2 separate regions of the Sus scrofa genome follow, and region 2 is linked to region 1. A link is a contact called in public HiChIP or PLAC-seq data. All regions are on one chromosome and are shown on one strand. Each heading gives the region's core, a stretch centred on a gene start, on an enhancer-like site or on the middle of the called end of the contact. The rest is flanking DNA. Distances are from core to core; before and after follow the strand shown. Region 1 overlaps STX11 (syntaxin-11). Region 2 has its middle 14 kb from the start of SF3B5.

Region 1 (4,138 bases), core at 984-3,483:
CAGTGAACTGTTTCATTATCTCCTTTACTCTTTTTTTTTTTTTCAGGGCCTCACTGGAGGCATATAGATATTCCCAGGCTAGGGGTCGAGTTGTAGCTGCAGCTGCCAGCTGACACCACAGCCACAGCTATGCCAGATCCGAGCCTCCTCTGTGACCTACATCGCAGCTCACAGCAACGCCAGATCCTTAACCCACTGATGGAAGCCAGGGATTGAACCTTCGTCCTTGTGGATGGTCAGATTCATTTCCGATGTGCCACAATGGGAACTCCTCTTGTACTCTTAATATATTCCATTAGAATATACTGAGGAAATATTTTTAAGCACTGAGTATTGAACAAACACTCAAAATGAAGTATGTAGCAATGATGTTAGAAGAGCAAGGAAATGTAAACTTCCAAATTTTATATTTTCTTATTGGATTTTTACCTTTGTTTGTTCTGTTGTTTACATTAACCATGTTTTATATTTATTAAATTTTTAAGAGGAAAAATAAACCATGATTTATATCATTTTTAAAAGAACTGTTTTGATGCATAGAACTGAGGATGTACCAGATCAAGGACTGGTGCTGAAATAGACACAGAATAGATAGATAACACTTAGAGTTGGCCCCAAAGCCTTGTAAATTGGCTGTCCATATTCAACAATCATTATCTTTGCCAGTCTTCTCTTCTTATTTTTCCTTTCGCTGATGTGTTTTGATTTGCGATTATGAAGCATGTAAAGGAAGAAAAAGAGTTGGGTTCCCAAAGCACTCTAAAATTTGAAATTGCTGATTGTATTCTGGGCACCTCTACTATTGAACTGCAGATTCCTACCTACCAGCTGTAAAATACAAATGTGTTCATGACTCTTAGTCACATTAGTCCTTTATACTCATAAGAAAAATGTCATGGGACATTTAACTCCTTTACCGCGTTTATTACCTATACCCAAGAGTAAAGAATCTGGAGTGCTAAGCAGTAAGCAGAATGTTTATTTTAATCTTCAATTCCCTCAACGCAAAATATTTGACTCTCCCTAGAGGAATTTAACCTCAGTATCTCTACTTGCAGGCAAAATGAAGGACCGGCTAGTAGAACTTTTGGAGTTAACCAAGCACTATGACCAGCAGTTCCCAGAAAAGGACGATGACTTTGACTCACCTCACGAGGACATCGTGTTTGAGACGGACCACATCCTGGAATCCTTGTACCGAGACATCCAGGAGCTTCAGGATGAAAACCAGCAGCTGTTTACTGACGTGAAGCGGCTGGGAAAGCAGAACGCCCGCTTCCTCACGTCCATGCGGCGTCTCAGCAGCATCAAGCGTGACACCAACTCGATTGCCAAGGACATCAAGGCCCGGGGTGAGAGCATCCACCGCAAGCTGAGCGCCATGAAGGCGCTGAGCGAGGAGGCGCAGGCAAAGCACGGTGAGCACTCGGCTGTGGCGCGCATCGCGCAGGCGCAGTACAGCGCGCTCGCCCGCACCTTCCAGGCTGCCATGCACGAGTACAACCAGGCCGAGATGAAGCAGCGCGAAAACTGTAAGATCCGCATCCAGCGCCAGCTGGAGATCATGGGCAAGGATGTCTCGAGCAACCAGATAGAGGACATGTTCGAACAAGGCAAATGGGACGTGTTCTCCGAGAACCTGCTGGCTGATGTGAAGGGCGCGCGGGCGGCCCTCAATGAGATCGAGAACCGCCACCGCGAGATGCTGCGGCTGGAGAGCCGCATCCGCGACCTGCATGACCTCTTCCTGCAGATGGCCATGCTGGTGGAGCAGCAGGCTGACACCTTGGACGTCATCGAGTTCAACGTGCAGAAGACCCTTGACTACACCGGCCAGGCCAAGGTGCAGGTGCGCAAGGCGGTGCAGTACAAAAAGAAGAATCCCTGCCGGACCATCTGCTGCTTCTGCTGCCCCTGCCTGAACTAGCAGGCCTGCAACACCTGATCCCAGACCTGAAAGGGCTAGTAAGCACCCTGGGAAAGATGTTGAGGCCATTTGCACTGGGATGAGTTGCTCTAATGCCTATGGACCTCGCTCTTTAGAGAAAGAAAACACTCAAGGTCCAAGAATTCCAGCCCAGCTCGAACTTGGAAAGAGGGTACATGTCACCCCATTGTTTCTTCAGTAAGGACAGATACCTCCTGAAATTTTGTGAGATCATTATATGGCACATAAACACCCTCGCCTCTTAACGGAAGCCAAATGAGGAACTGACATTGTAGTGTACTCTACGGTAAATGTCCAAGGCACGTTTGCTCATGAACCTCTAGGAGGAAGTCAAATTGTGCATCAGCCCATTGTGTAAGGACTGGTTATTAAAACTTCAATTCATTTACCCTGTCCTGAAAGTACCTTGGTTCTATTCATTTTCGAGTGAAATTGACCTTGGGAAAAACTGCACATCTTCCTTTTCTTACTCTTTATCTGGTTTATGCTATGTGATTCCCACATGGATGTGTATCTTCTTTCTGCTCACCTCCTCTACTTGTTTAAATCACAAGTATCACTGTTTCCTCAACTCTTTATATTCTATCAGAATATATTTGGAGATTTTTTTCCAAATGTTTTTAAGCACTGAGTATTGAACAAGCACTCAAATTAAAGTTTGTATGTCACATTATATATATTTTTCATAAATAAAAATAATTTAAAATTTCTTTTTACTTGATTTTTACAAATGCATATATATATAAATGTAAAGTACAAATATTTACTAATGCATGTACATAATACCAATTGGTTTAACTTTACTTTTGTAAATATGGTATATAAATATCCAGGAAAATATTTTTACTGGTTATTAGTGTTGATTTGCTTGTTTCATCTGCATCTCAGTAGTCCAGTTTGGGTCAAAACTTGGTTTTGAACATCTCTGTCTTGGTTATGGTGATAAAGACAGATAAAATTCTGAAAATGCATACAAAACTAGAGATAATAAAAATGGTCTTAAAAGTAATTACTTTTGTTTTACTGTGGCCCATTCCTTTCATGCATTCAAATGTGGTAATTTAAAATAAAAGAATCCTGTTTTTCAAGTTAGTGGAATAAACACATTATAAACATCCTTTTTTATGCATTTGTGTCTTGACCATTTAAATCTTAGTCTACTTTTTCAATTATTGTCTACTAGCTGCCTGAGGTTGCAACATCTGGATGAAACTCTGAATAGAGGGGGGAAATGAAAATTAATTCACATGGGGGTGTGTTGCTTTCTCTCCTGAGTTATTTACAATAGTTTAACAAAATCATCCTGTTTTGGAGATCTGGTTTTGTTTGCAAACTTTGTAATGCCCTGACTCACATTTACCATGTTTTCTGTCTTTAAGTCAACTCTTAACTCTTTCCACTCGCTATTTAATAAACGAGAGTTTATTCAATGGTCGTTATTCCCAGAGTTTTCAGACAGTGAAACTTTAATAGAAATAGAAAGAAGAGTATGTGAACTCTTTGGAACTCACTGACTAGCCTGCTTATGACTGTGAAATCTAGCCCTGCTCCTAATTTTAATTTCATGGTTAAATATGAGAATTGTGGAAACCAAGTCCCACTAGGCTTTTCTCAGATTTCTCTCATTTCTTTCTCAGCTAATTCCAGAGATGTGTTTCACCTTTGACTTAATTCCCTTTCTCTAAAAAAAAATCTTCAAACAGATTCATTGCTCTGTCTTTGATAAGAGGCAAGAGATTTTGTAAATATAGTCCATCAGCTAGTTTCCACAAAAGAGAATAGTTGATGAATTCAACCCATAAAGCATTTTCTGCATTTAGAGCCATTCATAAAAGTCAAAGAGTTTGCTGGCTCTGTGTATTTTTTAATTGCCCACATTTCTCATTGGAGAATTAGGTAAAAACTTTAATATACCAGAATTAGTGAACTGTTGGCTATGAAAAGGCAAGAATTTTTCTTCCTGCTTTTTAGTAACTATCAGGTGTGGCATAGCAATTAAGAACACAAAATCAGACCCTACTCTCTGGGTTTAAATCATGACTTTGCCGTATAGCTGTATGACTTGAGGGCATTATTTAACCTCTCTGCACCTCAGTTTCCTCATCTGTAAAATGGTTATAACAGGACTCATCTCATAGAGTTGTAAGAAGTAAATGACTATGTAAAAACACTTAAGACAGTGCCTGGCAC
Region 2 (4,138 bases), core at 1,147-3,646, 88 kb before region 1:
TTAATATCTAAAAATCAGTATAAAAAGACCAGCCTCACATAAAGGACTACTGACTCTGATCTGTTTCAGATACCTTTCCAGAAAAAAGTCATTTTGTAGGTACATCAACGAGGAAGAAAAGTTCGCTAGGCCATTTTATAAAGTTTTGCAGAACCTCTGACCATATTGACAAACAATTTCCAGAAGAGACTTGAAGATCTCAGACCAGAAGTTTAAGTTCGATAGTGACATTTCAACTGGTTGGTTCCATGATATTTGGCCAAAGGTAATGGATTGGCAAGAGTCATGTTTCTTTAATCTGTCAGGTGAAAAGTTTCTCCTAGTCGGTGCCTACAGAGCTACAGTTTTTCTCTGTTGGATCAGCTATTAAGAGAGGAGAATGTTTGGGTGGCAGAGCTATTCATATGTGTGTGCCTACAAAGTTAAGGCCAAGTGCTAGAAAGAGCTTCATCATTATTAAAATTTAGAAAAGCAATAACCATGTTTAGTCACACTCCCATCAGTTTAGCTGCTTACGTGGCTGCAAGAGCCACCTGCCGAGTTCCACTTCTTATACTTGGTACACTGAGGGGATCTGCACATGGCTTTGTCAACCAAAGACAATTTTTTTTCCTCTTTCAATTGCCCAGCTGATGTTGGAGCCAAGAAACACTCATTCCATGTGACTCTAACAAGTACTTCCTGTCTCCATCCTTTAAATGGCTTGTGGTTCAAAAGTCATTATAAGAAATTTGTTTTAAATTCACAGTATTCCCCCCCCCCATTAAAAAATGTCATAAGGGGTAGTTAGCTTTTTAGGCCAAACATACTAATTTTAATTTACAGTGAAATGTTCTAGTTGTAGAAATGAGCTACCATTTATAACTATGGTTTTGTTTTTGTCTTTAATGTAGAATCAAATGATTTGTGAATTCCAAATGGGATTGCCAAGAAGAAAACTGACATTGTGGTGTTCACCTATATGGTTCACCCCCCTCCCACCACTCACTGCTGTTGGCCAAATGAGATGAAAAGCTCTCTAGTTCTACCTAATCACAGGGACTTCTGGAGTGGAAATGGGGGGCACCAGAGATAGGAATACAGGCCTGGGGGAAAGACGAAAAGGTGAACTATAGCAAGAGCCTTGGGGCAGCAATGAATGAACATTCTGCCTTACTTTCTCCACATTTTCCCTCTCTTATGTTTCCTCCATGAGGCTGTAAGTGTGGGCTTACAGTTCCTGTGTAGTCTGGTCACTAGGAGTAGCAGAAGTGGGTTTCTATACATGTGAGCCTGATGGGGGTAGTCTTCTATGTGGAAGAAGTTCTATGCACTGGGGACTGCCTATATTTGAAAGACTCAAAAATTCTTGGCATTCTTTTCTCAATTTCTAAATTGCATTGAGAAATTAGTCTCTATAAAGCCTTAACACTTTCTAAAAGTTCATTTGGTGCCAAAATTTTTTCTATAGTTGTATCAAAAACAAAACACCAAACCTGTACTAACATTGGAATGTAAATTTTGATAGGAACATGTTGTATTTCTAAAAGACAGGATTGAGTGTAGAAGATGAATTAAACTTAGCAATCACGGGATTAAGATGGCAGAGTAGGATCTCAGCTCAACTTTCACAAAAACACCAAAATTACAACCAATTGCTGAACAACCATCAACAAAATATATAGAAAACTACCAAAAAAGGTACCCTACACCCAAAGACAGAAAAGAAGCCACATCGAGATGGTAGGAGGGGCATTTTCATGATATAAATAATCCCATACCCACCGGATGGGCAACCAACAGACTGGAAACATACTATATTGTAGAAGTTCTCCCACAAGAGTGTGAGTTCTGAACCCCATGTCAGGTTCCCATGCCTGGGGGTCTGGCATTGGGAGGAGCCCCCAGAGCATCTGGTATTGAAAGCCAGCAGGGCTTGTGTGCAAGAGCGCCATGGGACTAGGGGAAACAGAGTCTCCACTCTTGGAGGGTGCACACAGGATTTCATGTGCATTGGGTCCCAGGGCAAAGCAGAAACTGCATAAGAATCTGGGTCAGACCTACCTGCAGGTTTTGGAGGATCTCCTGGGAAAACAGGGGGTGGGTGTTGCTCACTGTGGGGAAAAGGACATCGGAGGCAGAGGTCTCGGGAATAATCATCAATGTGAACTTCCCTGAAGGTGATCATTTGGGAAAAATCTGGTGCTACCCATCAGGGATGAGAAGCCCCAGGCCAAACAACAAACAGGGTGAGAACACAGCCCCATCCATCATCAAACAGGCTCCCTAAAGTCCTCCTAGGACACAGCTGCCTCTAATCACACCCAGAGACAAAGCCCTACCCACCAGAGGGACAAGAATAAGCTCCACCTACCAGTGGGCAGCCACTAGTGCCTCCCATAAGGCAGCCTGCAATGAGCTCCTGTACCAACTTCACCCACAAGGGGGAAGACACCAGAAGCAAGAGAGGCTACAAGTTGATAGCCTACAATAAGGCGATCACACAAAAAGCTATACCAAATGAAAAGGCAGAGAAATAAGATCCAGATGAAGGAATAAGGGGAAAAAAATCCAGAAAAAAAGCTAAATGAACTGGACATTAGCAACCTCTATGAAAAAGTTTTTAGAGTAATGATAATTAAGATGATCCGAGATCTTAGAGGAAAAAAACTGGAGGCAAAAACTGATAAATTATAAGAAATATTTAACAAAGAAATAGAAGATTTAAAGATTAAAACAAGTATAGGAGTTTCTGTCATGGCTCAGTGGTTAATGAATCAGATTAGGAACCATGAGAATGTGGGTTCGATCCCTGGCCTTGCTCACTGGGTTAAGGATCTGGCATTGCCATGAGCTGTGGTGTAGGTCACAGATGTGGCTTGGATCCAGCATTGCTGTGGCTCTGGTGTAGGCTGGCAGCTACAGCTCTGATTAGACCCCTAGCCGGGGAACCTCCATATGCCATGGGAAGAAGCCCTAGAAAAGGCAAAAAAAAAAAGATTAAGCAAGTATAGATGCAAAATACAATAACTGAAATTTAAAAAATTCACTAGAAGAAACCAATAACAGAATACAGGAAGCAGAACAAATAAGCTAGGGGGAAGATAAACTGGCGGAAATCACTGATGCAGTACAGAATAAAGAAAAAAGAATTAAAATAAATGAGGATAGTATAAGAAAACTCTGAGACAACTTTAAATATACCAGCATCCACATTATAGGGGGTGGCAAAAGGAGAAGAGAGAGAGAAAGGGCCAGAGAAAATATTTGAAAAAATAATAGCTAAAAACTTCCCTAACATGAGAACAGCACCACTCACTTAAATCCAGGAAGCACAATGAATACCATATAAAATAAACCCAAGGAGGAACACTCCAAGACACATATTAATCAAACTGACAAAAATTAAAGACAGAGAAAATATTGAAAGAGGCCAGGGAAAAGCAACAAATAACATACAAGGGAATCCTGATAAGGTTATCAGATGATTTTTCAGTAGAAATTGCAGTCCCAAAGGGAGTGGCAAGATATACTTAAAATGATGAAAGGAAAAAAGCCTCCAACCAAGAATACTCTACCCAGAAAGGCTCTCATTCAGATTTGGAAGAAGAAATCAAAAGCTTTACAGACAAGCAAAGCTAAGAGAATTCAGTACCACTAAACCAGCTTTACAACAAATACAAAAGGAACTTCTCTAGGTGGAAAAGAAAAGGCCACAACTAAAAACAAAAAAATTGGAGTTCCCGTCGTGGCACAGTGGTTAACGAATCTGACTAGGAACCATGAGGTTGTGGGTTCAATCCCTGCCCTTGCTCAGTGGGTTAACGATACGGCATTGCTGTGAGCTGTGGTATAGGTTGCAGACGTGGCTCGGATCCCACGTTGCTGTGGCTCTTTTCCTAGCCTGGGAACCTCCATATGCCGCAGGAGCGGGCCAAGAAATGGCAAAAAGACAAATAAATAAATAAATAAAAATAAAAACAAAAAGGTTACAAATAAGAAGGCCCATTGGTAAAGAAAAACATAGTAAAGGTAGGAAATCATCCACATGCAAATACTAGAAATTTTGAGAAGAGGAGGGTACAAATGCAACATATTGGAGATGCATTTGCAACTAAGAGATCAGCAACTTGAAACAATCTTTCATACATAAAGATTC

Evidence for each region. HiChIP or PLAC-seq counts read pairs in DNA pulled down with a chosen protein or histone mark.
Region 2: a contact with region 1 is called in an H3K27ac HiChIP or PLAC-seq map of alveolar macrophages. The contact joins two enhancer-like sites. A contact is called at or near these places in 21 of 47 Hi-C or Micro-C datasets (adipose tissue, alveolar macrophages, blood and 12 more) and 2 of 2 datasets of contacts at active chromatin or transcription factors (alveolar macrophages and skeletal muscle).

The regions. Positions count from the first base shown.
Region 1 is chr1:21,126,801-21,130,938 of Sscrofa11.1, reverse strand. STX11 (syntaxin-11) reads left to right here. Exons shown (of 2, transcript XM_021087115.1): 2 at 1,059-3,068. The coding sequence ends at 1,927. Among named protein-coding and RNA genes, the nearest start is that of TRNAL-UAA, 16 kb to the right of the region's middle. Within about 2 kb of position 2,233, at least 6 of the 83 cell types and tissues checked have an H3K27ac peak or open chromatin away from gene starts, as enhancers often do. A contact at or near this core is called in alveolar macrophages, where this site is marked.
Region 2 is chr1:21,215,054-21,219,191 of Sscrofa11.1, reverse strand. No RefSeq gene overlaps it. Among named protein-coding and RNA genes, the nearest start is that of SF3B5, 14 kb to the left of the region's middle. Within about 2 kb of position 2,396, at least 1 of the 83 cell types and tissues checked has an H3K27ac peak or open chromatin away from gene starts, as enhancers often do. A contact at or near this core is called in alveolar macrophages, where this site is marked.